Regions from separate parts of the Ovis aries genome. Here region 2 is linked to region 1. The links are chromatin contacts, called in public Hi-C maps. All regions are on one chromosome and are shown on one strand. The core of a region is the stretch at or near the end of the contact, and the rest is flanking DNA. Distances in the headings are between cores, read along the strand shown.

Region 1 (6,269 bases), core at 2,583-5,082:
AATATGCTTCCTAAAATCCTTTATGTGCAAAGGAACACATTTTGAACTATTGAGGAATGTGGGGAGGGCAGAGTGATCTGGTTGGACTGTATATATATATATATATGTATATATATATAATTGGCTGAACCTCACAGCATGTGGGATCTTAGTCCCCCAACCAGGAATCAAACCTGAGCCCCCTGCATTGGAAGGACAGAGTTTTAACCATTGGGCCACCAGGGAAGTCCCACGTGTATTTTAAATTTTGTAGGAGCCACTTTACAAAACGTCAGGAGGTAAAATGAATTGCAGTAATATATTTGATTTAACGCAACAGATCCCAAATCTTGGCATTTCAGGGTGTAATTTATGTAAAATTCTTAATTAGTATTTTATATTCCTTTTTGTTTTAACACCAAGTGTTCACAACCTAGTGTGTGCTTTACGCCACAGGTGCCCAGCAGATTTCCAGTGCTAAGGACCCACGTGTATCTAGAAGCTGCTGCACCAGGGAGCACAGCTTAGAGCATAAATCAGGCACAAATGCTTCCGCTGTGCTGTTTCCTTTCTCTGTAGGAACACCAGGGTAGGAAAATGAATTTAAAACAGGCCTTGCCACATCATTCGGGCCAGTCTCTGCAGAGATGCTACACATATGGGAGCTGGAGGGACCAGAAATCCGTAATATTGGGGGTGGCCATGAAGTTCGTTGGTGTTCGTGTTCATTCATGTTCATTTGTAATAGCTTATGGAAAAACCCAAATGAAATTTTGGGCCACCCCCAATACTTTTCTTCCATACAACTCCTGCCCCTCCAAGCTGGCTTGAAAGCCACACTCTTATACCCTATCCTTGGAGATCTCTGACAAGCATGAGGTATCAGCCCTGGAAGATGGCAGTTTCATGTCTTTTCCAGGAAGAAGTAAGGGCCCGAAGATCCCCATCGCCTTCTTTGTTGAAGGGAAAGCTTGAGGTCTCATTGGCGGGATGTAGCAGAAAGCACATGGCTCCTGGAACAGAAGACACCTTTCCTCATTCTTCTGGACCCTTCACGAAAGCTCTCTGGCCCGTGGTTTACCCATCTGAAAAATGGGAATCATTTTAATTACCTCTCAAGTCTATTTTAAGCCCCCAAAGCATAGTTTATAGGAATATGTTTTGGAGGCGTCAAGTATCATGCAAGTAAAAGATCATTTTCAGGACTTTCTTGGTGGCCCAGAGGTTAAGAATCCGCCTGCCAATCCAGGGGACACAGGTTCGAGCCCTGGTCTGGGAAGATTCCACATGCTGCGGGGCAACAAAGCCCGTGTGCCACAACTACTGAGCCTGTGCCCTAGAGCTCGTGAGCTGCAACTACTAAAGCCCGTGTGACCTCGGGCCTGTGCTCCACAGCAAGAGAAGCCACCACAATGAGAAACCCGTGCGCTACAATGAAGGGCCCCTGCTCGCCACAAACAGAGAAAGCCTGCACAAAGCAACAAAGATCCAGCACAGCTAAAAATAAATAGAATTAAAATAACCTGTTTAAAGCAAAAGATCATTTCCAGTATCACTTTGAAAGGCAGGGAGAGGCTGACCACAGGGGAGCTTTGGGAAGGGGACAGTAAGCTCTGGTGACCCTAGTGAGAGTCCAGGGGAGTTCTAAGCCTGGGTGTCAAGGGTCATCAGGAGAGACACAGGGGTCATCAGGATGGGTAGGGTACTCTTCATCAGATGCCCATGGGGGCGTGAGGGAACACGCAACAAATGACTGACTTTGAAGATTTCCTCCAAGGAAATTGTCCTGCAGGTGACAAGATGACTTTTCTCCCAAGGACCCAAAGCACATGGGCAGGTTGGCAATCCTTGGGCAATGCTGCTCCAAGACATGCCTTTACATTGATTTTCTGTACTTCCCATAAGGGTCCAGTCTGAATTCCTGGAGTCCTAGGCATGACCCTGCCCCAGGCACACAGCCCAGTGGGCACATACCGGACCCTGTCACCCGCCAGTGTAGGGAGAGCCATCTGAGGCCCAGACCAGCCCCAGGTGCCTTCAACCCTCCTGCAGGTGGGGACCCCTAGAGATTGACTTCTCGCCATGACTACCTCAGGGCCCTCTGAGCTCAGGTCAGAGGGCCTGTCCCAGGGGATGAAAGCTGGGGGAAGCAGGAAAGCCTATGAAGCCATGATGAGTGGGTTCCCAGGGGAGGCCTGCTCTGAATATGGCCTCCCCAGCATCAGATGGACCCCAGGTGTCCTCTCTCCCAGGAGCAGCAACATCACTCACAGGCCACCTGTCCCTCTGGGGGCTCATTGCAAATCACCCTTTATCTCCGCCAGTGTCAAGCAGTGGCCAAGAGCAGAGAGCAGAATTGCCCCCTGGGCCAGGCCTGACACAGCCCCCTGTCTCTCTGTTCCCATCCCTGGTCCTGAAGGAAGTGGGGTGGGGATGAAGCCCCTAATTGTTCCCATTTACCAACCTCACCGCCCCATCTTTCCTTATGTCCTGGTGGACAGATGTCGAAGTTTATCCTCTTATATGCTCTCAAGAGGAAACAATTTTCATGACTCTACAATTAACTGAATATGGAGCAGACAGGGAAAATAAAAGAAGAAAGATGGGCACAATTACTAAAGCCAGCCCTGTGCCAGAATCCTATTATTTATCTCCAAATACTAGTTTCCATGTGGTGTGGGTTTGATCTAGATACAAGCATCTTGTCTATTTAAAAAGTAATTATCTAGACATCTCTTCTTTCCTTTTCACCTGAAAACTTTGAGGGGACAAACTGAAAGGTCATGAGTGTCCCCCTGCACGAATGGGCCAACTTCGGGGGTTACTCCAGCCCGTTCTCATCCCAAGGTTTTTATTTTTTCATGCAGAGCCAAGTCCCAAACGAAGCATGCTGATGACTATTAGAAACTAAACAGCAAATTCAGAAGTCCAGAAAAAAAGCAAACAAAAAACAACAAGGAAAAAAAAAAACCACCAGGCTCTTTCCTCATCATGAAAAGAAACAGGAACTGAGTGGGCAAGTCCTGAGCAGATGGCTGCCACCTCCCACTTCCCATGTCCCTGTGTTGACTTAGGACCCCGCCTTTTTGGGAACCACTTTTGATGGGTATCATCCTGGGTCCTCCATCCTGCCAAACGGCCCACCCCTACCCGCCACCCGACTCAATGCAAGAGGGGCCCGCCGGCTTCTCCTGAGGCTTGATCGCCACCTGCCGGTTATTAGAGGAAGCGCCTCCGCTGAGCCCCTTGGCGGGACCTCGAAGGTGTGCAGCTACTGTTAGCTGGTGGGTGAGAGCCTGGAAGGCGGCGGGCAGAGGACAAGTAACTTGGGACGGACGTATGAAAGGAATGACAGAAACCAGGCACGAAAAATGACTCTCGATGCCCTCCTCCTAACACTTTCATATTATGATCCTCGCAGGAGAAAAAGAAATGATGCAGAAAGCGATGTCAGATTATAGACACGCAATTGCACTCGGTGTGATGGGTTTGCGGGCAGGCGTGCATTTCTGAGGGGTACTAGCCGGGATCACTCCCTCCTTCTGTCTTTTATCCTCCTTCATGGACAGAGTCTTATTTATGGATCTAAAAGCAAAGCTAAAAGCAGCCTGGGAAATCACCTGGCCCCCTCATTTCAGACAGGAGTGTAGAAGGCAACTTGAGGAAGTTAAAACCGGGGCCTTCCAAGCTCCTAGGGACCTTCCCACTTCCCCCTCTATGCACCTTCTAGAGGGTGAACCAGGATGGTCTTATTCCTGTTTTTTTCATTCACCCACAGAAACCTACTGCTGGGCTGGGCTTTCGTTTTCAGGCTGTGTTGATTCTGCAGCTGTCTCAGGGCTAGGGACACATCAGCCAGCAGCCACGGCCAGCTGGTAAGGTTTTAGCCTAGTCTCTGGGACACACAATGAAGAGGGGGCCACTGACTCTGCAGCCAAATGTGATCCAAGAAGATTCAGAAGTAAACAGTACAGCTGCCGAAAGGGCCGGCCCCTTGGGGCAGAGGGACAAGCTGACCCGGCTTTGCATGAGAGGCAGATGACTTCCGACTGCAGGGGAATGTCATATGCCTGGGAAATTACTCATAGCCCTCAGGATAGCTCTCAGCCCTTCTCTCTTGTGCAGGACATCCTTTTAACAAACAAAATCACAAGGAGAGATGAGGCTTAACATGGACCAACCTCCAGGAGAGGGACACAACATAGGACAGGAAATGTACCCTCCATGGAAAACAGCTGATAACTCTCTATGTCAACCAACATTTATTGAGTTCTTGCTATTTATTTGGTGCTGTCCTAGAATCTAATTTAAGCCTGACAACAACCCCTGACAGGGTGGAGGAAGTATTCTTTTTCTCTTCATTTTACAGATGAATAAACTAAGCACAGAGAGGTTAATCACTTTCCCAGAGTCACACAGCTCAAGAATGATACCGAATGCAGTGTCTGACCTAGAACATGAGCACATCGCCACCTCACTTGTTGCTTTCCTGTGATGGAGACAGACTCCCACGGTGGGGAGTGTTCTGAACACAGGAAACAAGAGAGGGAGAATCAGATGACACGAAGGGTGGAGAAGCTAAGACATCTCCAACCTTAATTCCACTTTATAATTTCATCTTGGGGCAGCCCATGCTAGTGTTCTGTGCAAACATGGAACCACTTCCTTTTCCAGTCTCTGATGGAGCATGAAAGGATGCCAGCTTTGCTGAAAGTAGATCTCTCCAATCTGAAAGTTAGACAGCACTCTGCACATATTTTAACTCTACGCTGTTGTCTATCACCCCATTTTATTACTCTGTAACCCTGCAGATGTTAAAGTGGGCTTACAGACGTCACTGGTGGTCCAGTGGCTAAGATTCTATGCTCCCGATGCAGCAGGCTGGGGTTTGATCCCTGGTCAGGGAAGTAGATCTCACATTCCACAACTAAAGATGCTGCAACAAGGACCCCATATGCTACAACTAAGACCCAGTACAACCAAATAAATAAACAGGTTTTAAATAAAATAAAGTGAGCTGGGAGGAGGTAGACAGCTATTACTTCCATCCGACAGATTAGTAAAGGAAGACCGAGCGTATGAGTGATTTTATGACAGTTGCAGAGCAAGTTACTAATAGATGGCCCACTCAAGCCTGTAGCCAGGGAGCCTAAAGTTCAGGCCTCTTTTCTGTCCACTAAAGCAGCAGTTCTCGCATCAGCATCACCTGGGAACCTGCTAGATGTGCAAATTCTTAGACTCCATCCCAGAGCTACTGAATGACAAATTCTGGGGGCAGTGCCTGTGATCTGTGTTTTAACCAATCCCCCTGGGTGCTGATGCAGCAAAGGTGCTGACACACCTTTGGCTAGAGAGTCAGTGTTCGGTGCAGAAGTTGCACCTGCTACAGACTCTTCTCACACCTGTGCATGAAAGGGACTCTTCTTAACCCCTTATGTTTATTTCCAGAACGGCCATGAAGTATATGCTTAGAAGGCTGATAATGTAACACCTTCCCAGGTGGCGCAGTATGGTGCAGTAGTGAAGAATCCACCTGCCAACGTAGGAGACGCAGAAGACTCAGGTTTGATCCCTGGGTCGGGAAGATCCCCTGGAGGAGGAAATGGCAACCCACTCCAGTATCCTTGCCTGGAGAATCCCATGATCAGAGGAGCCTGGCGGGCTACAGTCCGTAGGGTCACAAAGAGTTGGACACGACTGAGCAGCTGAGCACACACGAGGGATAGCCTGGACTACTCAGGCTCTGTTAAGTACTGATATTTTCTTTTAGGGAACTTCTGGAGCCAGCGTTTTCTGGGGCTTGTGTGGACTGAGGATGGGAACCTCAGCTCTCCTTATTTGATCTCTCTTGCAGCTTTCTCACCCCGGGCAGTTTGGTCTCCTTAGGAGCTGTGGAAAGAAAGTATGTCTACAAATACTTTCTTCTACCTAATACTTTCAATTTGTTAATAAGATAATTTTATATAGGAATAGTATATCAAATATATTTTAAAACTTAAAAAGAACTGAGGAAGACCTTTTGAATGATTATTCCCCACCCCCACCAAATGGACACACACACAAATTCGCATACAATTCTGGATGTTTTGAAGGTACTGACAAAATAGTTGTTGAATTTATTAAAGACTTTCCCCTCAAATCAGAGGAGGAAAGCAAATGCTGTTGCTTGGAGAAGCCTTTATTTAAAATTCTTTAACACACAAGATCCTCAAAGAATGATAACACTATTGTGTCCGATGGAAAAACAGGTATTTGAGAATTGGATTCTGATACAAAAAGAAGTGTGCATT
Region 2 (5,766 bases), core at 354-2,853, 160 kb before region 1:
AGATAAAATATTGTGCATAAAAGGAAAAACAATTAAACATACTACCTGCCTCAGCTATAAATAGAGCACGCAGAGTGCCAGTAAAGTGAAATGATTTTGCTATAACCCAAATGATAACAATATCCCAGGAAGGTGGAGAATAGGAGGTATATTTGGGAGGATGGGTAAAGAGATCTAAATTTTAATTGTTTGTTTCTGGAAATCAATAAAACTGAGAAATCAAGGAGTAACAATGCAAGCACGTTATTTAGAAACACAGAAATAAATATCAAAAGAATCAAGTAAATGAGTTAAAAGAGCTGATTTCAGGGACTTCTCTGGTAATTCAGTGGTTAGGAATCCGTCTGCCAATTCAGGAGACGTGAGTTCAATCCTTGGTCCGGGAAGATTCCACATGCTGTGAGGCAACTAGACCCATGCGCCACAACTACTGAACTACTGAGGCCCACACACTCTTGAGCCTGTGCCCCGTAACAAGAGAAGCCACCACGGTGCCAGCCTGTGCACCGCAACTAGAGAGCATCCCCCGCTCGGCACAGCTGGATGAGCCCGAGCACAGCAACAGAGACCCAGCATAGCAAAGATGAATAATTAACTTAGAAAAGAGTTGATCTCCGAGAATCAGGAAATTATAGAGTTATTTGACTCTTGAAACCATATCGTGTGACTTAGGTTAAATGCAAGTGTGTGTGTGTGTGTGTGTGTGTGTGTGTGTGTGTGTGTGTGTGTGATTAGAGATAGCTTGGTGACTTCTGAAGTTAGAAGTCACCTTGATTGACTTGCTTGGCCACAAGCTTATGTAGCTTTGGTCACCTGCTTCAGGTCTTGGAGACGCCTATGAGAGCCTCAATCTGTCCAGCAGGTCACTTGGTATACCAGCGTATGGTTCAAGGGAGGTTCTGGGCTAGAAATGCACTCTTAGAGTCCTCAGCTTAGAGATGACGGTTAAAGCCATGGGACCAGAGATCAGGTATGGGGAAAGAAGTGACGAGGTCCAGGCATTGAGCTCTGAAGGTGCCCCATCATTTAGAAGTAAGGAGAGGAAGAGGATTCAGTAAAGAGGAAGGAGAAGGGTAGCCTGTGAAGTAGGAGGGAAACCGAAAGAATGAGATCCAAAAGCAAAGAAAAGCATTTCAAGAGGATTTCGAGGAAGCAACTGGGTTAACTACTGCTCAGAGTCAAGAAAGAGGAAGAGCCTGACTTGCCTATTCCAGTTTGAATATGAAGATTACTAATACACAAATATAATGAGCTTCGAGTAAGAAATTTCACTAGAGGAAATTTTCACATTGAATACAGAGAATGGAATTGTGTTTAGATGTTGCCATGCCTCATGTTGGATAAGCTCTTTACAGATCTGCAACTAGTTATTTTAGAAAGATGAATTTTCCCCCCTGTTTTTCTGGTGCTTCCAAACAAATGAAGGGGCTGAAGGATGGTCATTTTGTTGAATCTTTCTAGATCTCAGCCAGGTATAGATTTTCAAAAGCCCCAAATCTATTTCTTTCTGTTCTTATGGGGAAAGACAATTTGCCTTTTGTTAAGAAGACAGCAGAGCTGTGCTGTACTTACCTTTATTAAACTTCAGGGGGCGGGCTCTGACCAAGAAATAAGCTCTGGACGAATTGCTCAATGCTTAAATACACCCGAGAGCCAGCCTGGAATCTGGGGAGATGAAAGGCATTTTAATCCAACTACTCTAATTAGGAACAATTTACAGTGTTGCTGCTGTGTTTTGTCTAGTAAAAGAGATTAGGGAACTAAGAGCATAATAGCTCTGTTTGGGATTGGGAAACAAAACCTCTGTTTCCTGGATTTATGCCCAAGGGTGCTGGCAAAGAGTTAGAAGTTGCTTTTAAGCAAAAGGAGAAATTAGCCATGGTTGGCAGGTGATTTTCACTTGCTAGAAAACCAGTGTTTTATTTAAATGTGAGTTGTCTCAAAGGATGTACATTGGGTAACTTAGGAAAAGGAGCAGTCCTTACGCTCGGTCAGTCGACTCTTCGCAACACCACGGACTGTAGCCCACCAGGCTCCTCTGTCCATGCGATTTTCCAGGCAAGAGTACTGGAGTGGGCTGCCATTTCCTACTCCAGGGGATCGTCCCGACCCAGGGATTGAACCCGCATATTCTGTGTCTCCTGTATTAGCAGGCGGATTCTTTGCCACTGAGCCACTGGGGAAGCACTAACTTAGGAATATGCAGAGTTAATTCAAATACGTGGTGCCAAATGGAGTGTGAATATTCCTAGACTTTCACATTCATTGTTTACTTTGGGAGAAAACGGTCTGGCAGATTTTCTGCAGTCTTGTCACACGTGAACTTCCATGGACAAGTTACCCCAGCTCTTCACAGATTCCATTTTGTACCCAAGGTCATAGGAGTAGAGGAAACAAAACAAAAACATAAAACAGTGACTTCATTCAGAGCAAAGATTTGCTAAGTCCTCAAAGATGTATCCGGAAAGATCAAGGCTGCTTACAATTTGCTCCTCAGCCCTGCACTAGCTGCCAGGGCTTGCCTTTGTGTCCCCTAGTCCAAGCTCCTGCTGCTCACCCCACGACAGGCCAATAAATCCAGAGATGAAGTGTTGGGGTAAGCAATGGGGACTTTATTTGGAAAGTCAGCAGATGAAGATGGTGGACTAGTGTTCCAAAACACCATCTTGCCCAGATTTGGATGCTAGTTTAAGGAGCCAAGACAAGAACATGAAGATGTCAAGTGAAAAAGGGTGTGTGTGTGTGTGTGCTAGTCCATCAGTCGTGTCTGACTCTTTGTGACCCCGTGGATTGTAGCCCATCAGGTTCCTCTGTCCATGGGATTCTCCGGGCAAGAATACTGGAGTGGGTTGCCATTTCCTTCTCCAGGGGATCTTCCAATCCAGGGAATGAACCCAGGTCTCCTGCATTGCAGTCAGATGCTTTACTGTCTGAGCTACTAGGGAAACCCTAAAAAAAGTGGTACATTGTAAATATTTCTTGGTTCCAATCAGACTTCAAGAGATGTGTTCATTTCTTTTTTTCTACAACTATTTGTAAGTTGGCTAAGGGCTTCCCTGGTGGCTCAGATAGTAAAGAATCTGCCTGCAGTGCAGGAGACCTGCATTCAGTCCCTGGGTTGGAAGATCCCCTGGAGAAGGAAATCGCAATCCACTGCCGTATTCTTGCCTAGGAAATCCCATGACAGAGGAGCTGGCAGGCTACAGTCCCTGGGGTCTCAAAGAGTTGAACAGGACTGAGCAACTAACACTAACACTTTCTTTCACTGGTCAGGATGTTTCTTGTTAGCTAAACAAAGGCATTTTAGCTTACTGCTCAGGCAGGGGAGTCAGGGTTCCCCCAGATGGGCCATTATGTATACTTTAAGTCTTAGGCAACAGCCCATTAGTGATTCAGTTCAGTTTAGTCGCTCAGTCGTGTCCGACTCTGCGACCCCAAGAATCTCAGCACACCAGGCCTCCCTGTTCTTCACCCTCTCCCGGAGTTCACTCAAACTCACATCCATTGAGTCGGTGATGCCATCCAGTCATCTCCTCCTCTGTCGTCCCCTTTTCCTCCTGCCCCCAATTCCTCCCAGCATCAGAGTCTTCTCCAATGAGTCAACTCTTTGCATGAGGTGGCCAAAGTACTGGAGTTTCGGCTTTAGCATCATTCTTAGCTTGTAGCAAAAGCAATAGCTTTCTCTGTCCACTCCATGTATCAATCTGGTATTGCAGTACCTCCAGGAATGTTGCACCTCCCCTGGGGAAAGAGGAAAAACAATAGAATACACAATTTAAAGTAAAAGAAGCAGATCCAATGTGGAGTCACGTTTATTCTTCCCAATTACACTAGCACACAATGGGTTTTGAGAGAAAAGATAGGAGAGGGAATAGAAGGGACCAAGGCCCTTGGGATTCCAGTTTCTGTGCTAGACTCAGCATAGATCACACCCTTTGATCCTAAAAATGACACAATAAGTTGCATATTATTTTCCCCCTTCTACAGATGAAGCTGGGACTCAGAGTTTAGGTAATTTGCATGCCTAAGAAGGGGTCCAGAGCACTCCACTCTTTGCGACCCCATGGGGCCCACCAGCCTCCTCTGTCCATGGGATTCTCCAGGCAAGAATACTAGAGTGGGTTGTCATTTCCATATTCAGAAAACCTCTCAGCTTCACTCCATGCAAGCAGCAACCATTCCTAATATTCTGAGAATAAAGATTTATTGCTTTGGGATAAATACCAGACTCTGAGTCTGTACCATGAAGTAATTTTTCCAGACTTGACTCCAGATTCTCCAGATAACCCAGGCAAGGTCAGGGAAGGGTTAGAACTTGAGAAGAGGACAAATGATGGGGGAAGAGCCCCACTGATGACCACAAATTCTTTTGTGATTGGTCCCCATTTCACCTGGCTTGATCCTAAAAAAATGTGCCCAGGTACATAGCCTTAATGGGCTCCGTGGGGCTAATGTAGAGAATTCTCTTTCAGACGGAGTCCTTTGGCTCAACCTCAGGTGGTGCAGTGGTAAAGAACTCGCCTACCAATGCAGGAGACACAGGGGACTCGAGTTCAGTCCCTGGTTAGGGAAGAGCTCCTGGAATAGGAAATAGCAAGGCATTCCAGCATTATTGCCTGGAGAATTCCATGGACAGAGGAGCCTGGCGGGCTACAGTCTGTGGGGTTGCGAAGAGATTGAGCATGCACGCTTGCACACTAGTTGGCCTCCATCATTTCTCTGCAGGTCAATTTCCCATCGGTAAAACCACAGTTCTGCATTCATGAGATAAGCTCAGCGATCCCATCCAGTCCTGACTTTCTCTGATTCTGTGCCTCTGCATAGGTAACACCTTGGGAGAAAGAAATTTATCACCAAAGAATACCATGTGGGTTTGGCATGACTTTATCTTGCTGGCTAGGAATCACAGATAAAGCATTGCCAACAGCTACATTTATGCCAACCAGATGGGAGGCAACACCCCTCTGGAATTCTGACCTGATACTTGAAACCAGAGCAGAGGAGCACCCCAGTGTGATGTGCTGCCAAGGGACACATTGCTTTTGTGGATAAGGTTTCCTGGTTCTTAGATCTCAGCCATGTCCCCCAACAGGGCATGGCGAGGTGGCTGTGGATTCCGTGACAACACATGACCGAGCACTGCCAAGGACAACTCTTTGTGGCATGAAAGTTTTGCCTGCTGCTGGTGATAACATGACTTTGTTTTCCTGAAGTAGACTGGGTTGGGGCAGACAGCCCTGCCTGTCCTCTACATCACCTGATGATGGGAATGTTATACAGCCCTTCCTCATCAAGCTTTATTTAAAAATAAGCTGTATTCATGAAATCACTTCCAGAATTTATGTTAACAAGGGTTTACGTATTAAATTCTGCAAACATGCTGTGCACCTGCCCACTTTCATTTAGACTAGAGCGATGATGCCCAAACTATAGTCCCAACCAGCAACATCAGCATGTCTGGAGATTGTCAGAAATGACAATTTGTAGGCCTCACTCCAGACCTCCTAAATCAGAAACTCTGGAGTGGATCCCAGGGACCTCTGTTGTACAAAGGCCTCCTGGGGAAAATAACCTGATGCTGGGAAAGACTGGCAGAAGGAGAAGGGTTTGGCAGAGGATGAGATGGTTGGATGGCATCACTGACTCAATGGACATGAGTTTGAGCAAACAATGGCACCCCACTCCAGTACTCTTGCCTGGAAAATCCCATGGACAGAGGAGCCTGGTGTGCTGCAGTCCATGGGGTCGCTGAGAGTTGGACACGAC

Evidence for each region. A called contact is a pair of places that touch in the nucleus more often than the background predicts.
Region 2: a contact with region 1 is called in a Hi-C map of liver, with 8 times the contacts expected there. The contact joins two enhancer-like sites. A contact is called at or near these places in 8 of 16 Hi-C or Micro-C datasets (hypothalamus, liver, mixed tissues and 3 more).

What each region holds. Positions count from the first base shown.
Region 1 is chr20:19,997,599-20,003,867 of ARS-UI_Ramb_v3.0, reverse strand. MEP1A (meprin A subunit alpha) reads right to left here. Exons shown (of 14, transcript XM_042236872.2): 14 at 6,064-6,269. Among named protein-coding and RNA genes, the nearest start is that of MEP1A, 29 kb to the right of the region's middle. Within about 2 kb of position 3,832, at least 3 of the 54 cell types and tissues checked have an H3K27ac peak or open chromatin away from gene starts, as enhancers often do. A contact at or near this core is called in liver, where this site is marked.
Region 2 is chr20:20,152,293-20,158,058 of ARS-UI_Ramb_v3.0, reverse strand. No RefSeq gene overlaps it. Among named protein-coding and RNA genes, the nearest start is that of ADGRF5, 32 kb to the right of the region's middle. Within about 2 kb of position 1,603, at least 3 of the 54 cell types and tissues checked have an H3K27ac peak or open chromatin away from gene starts, as enhancers often do. A contact at or near this core is called in liver, where this site is marked.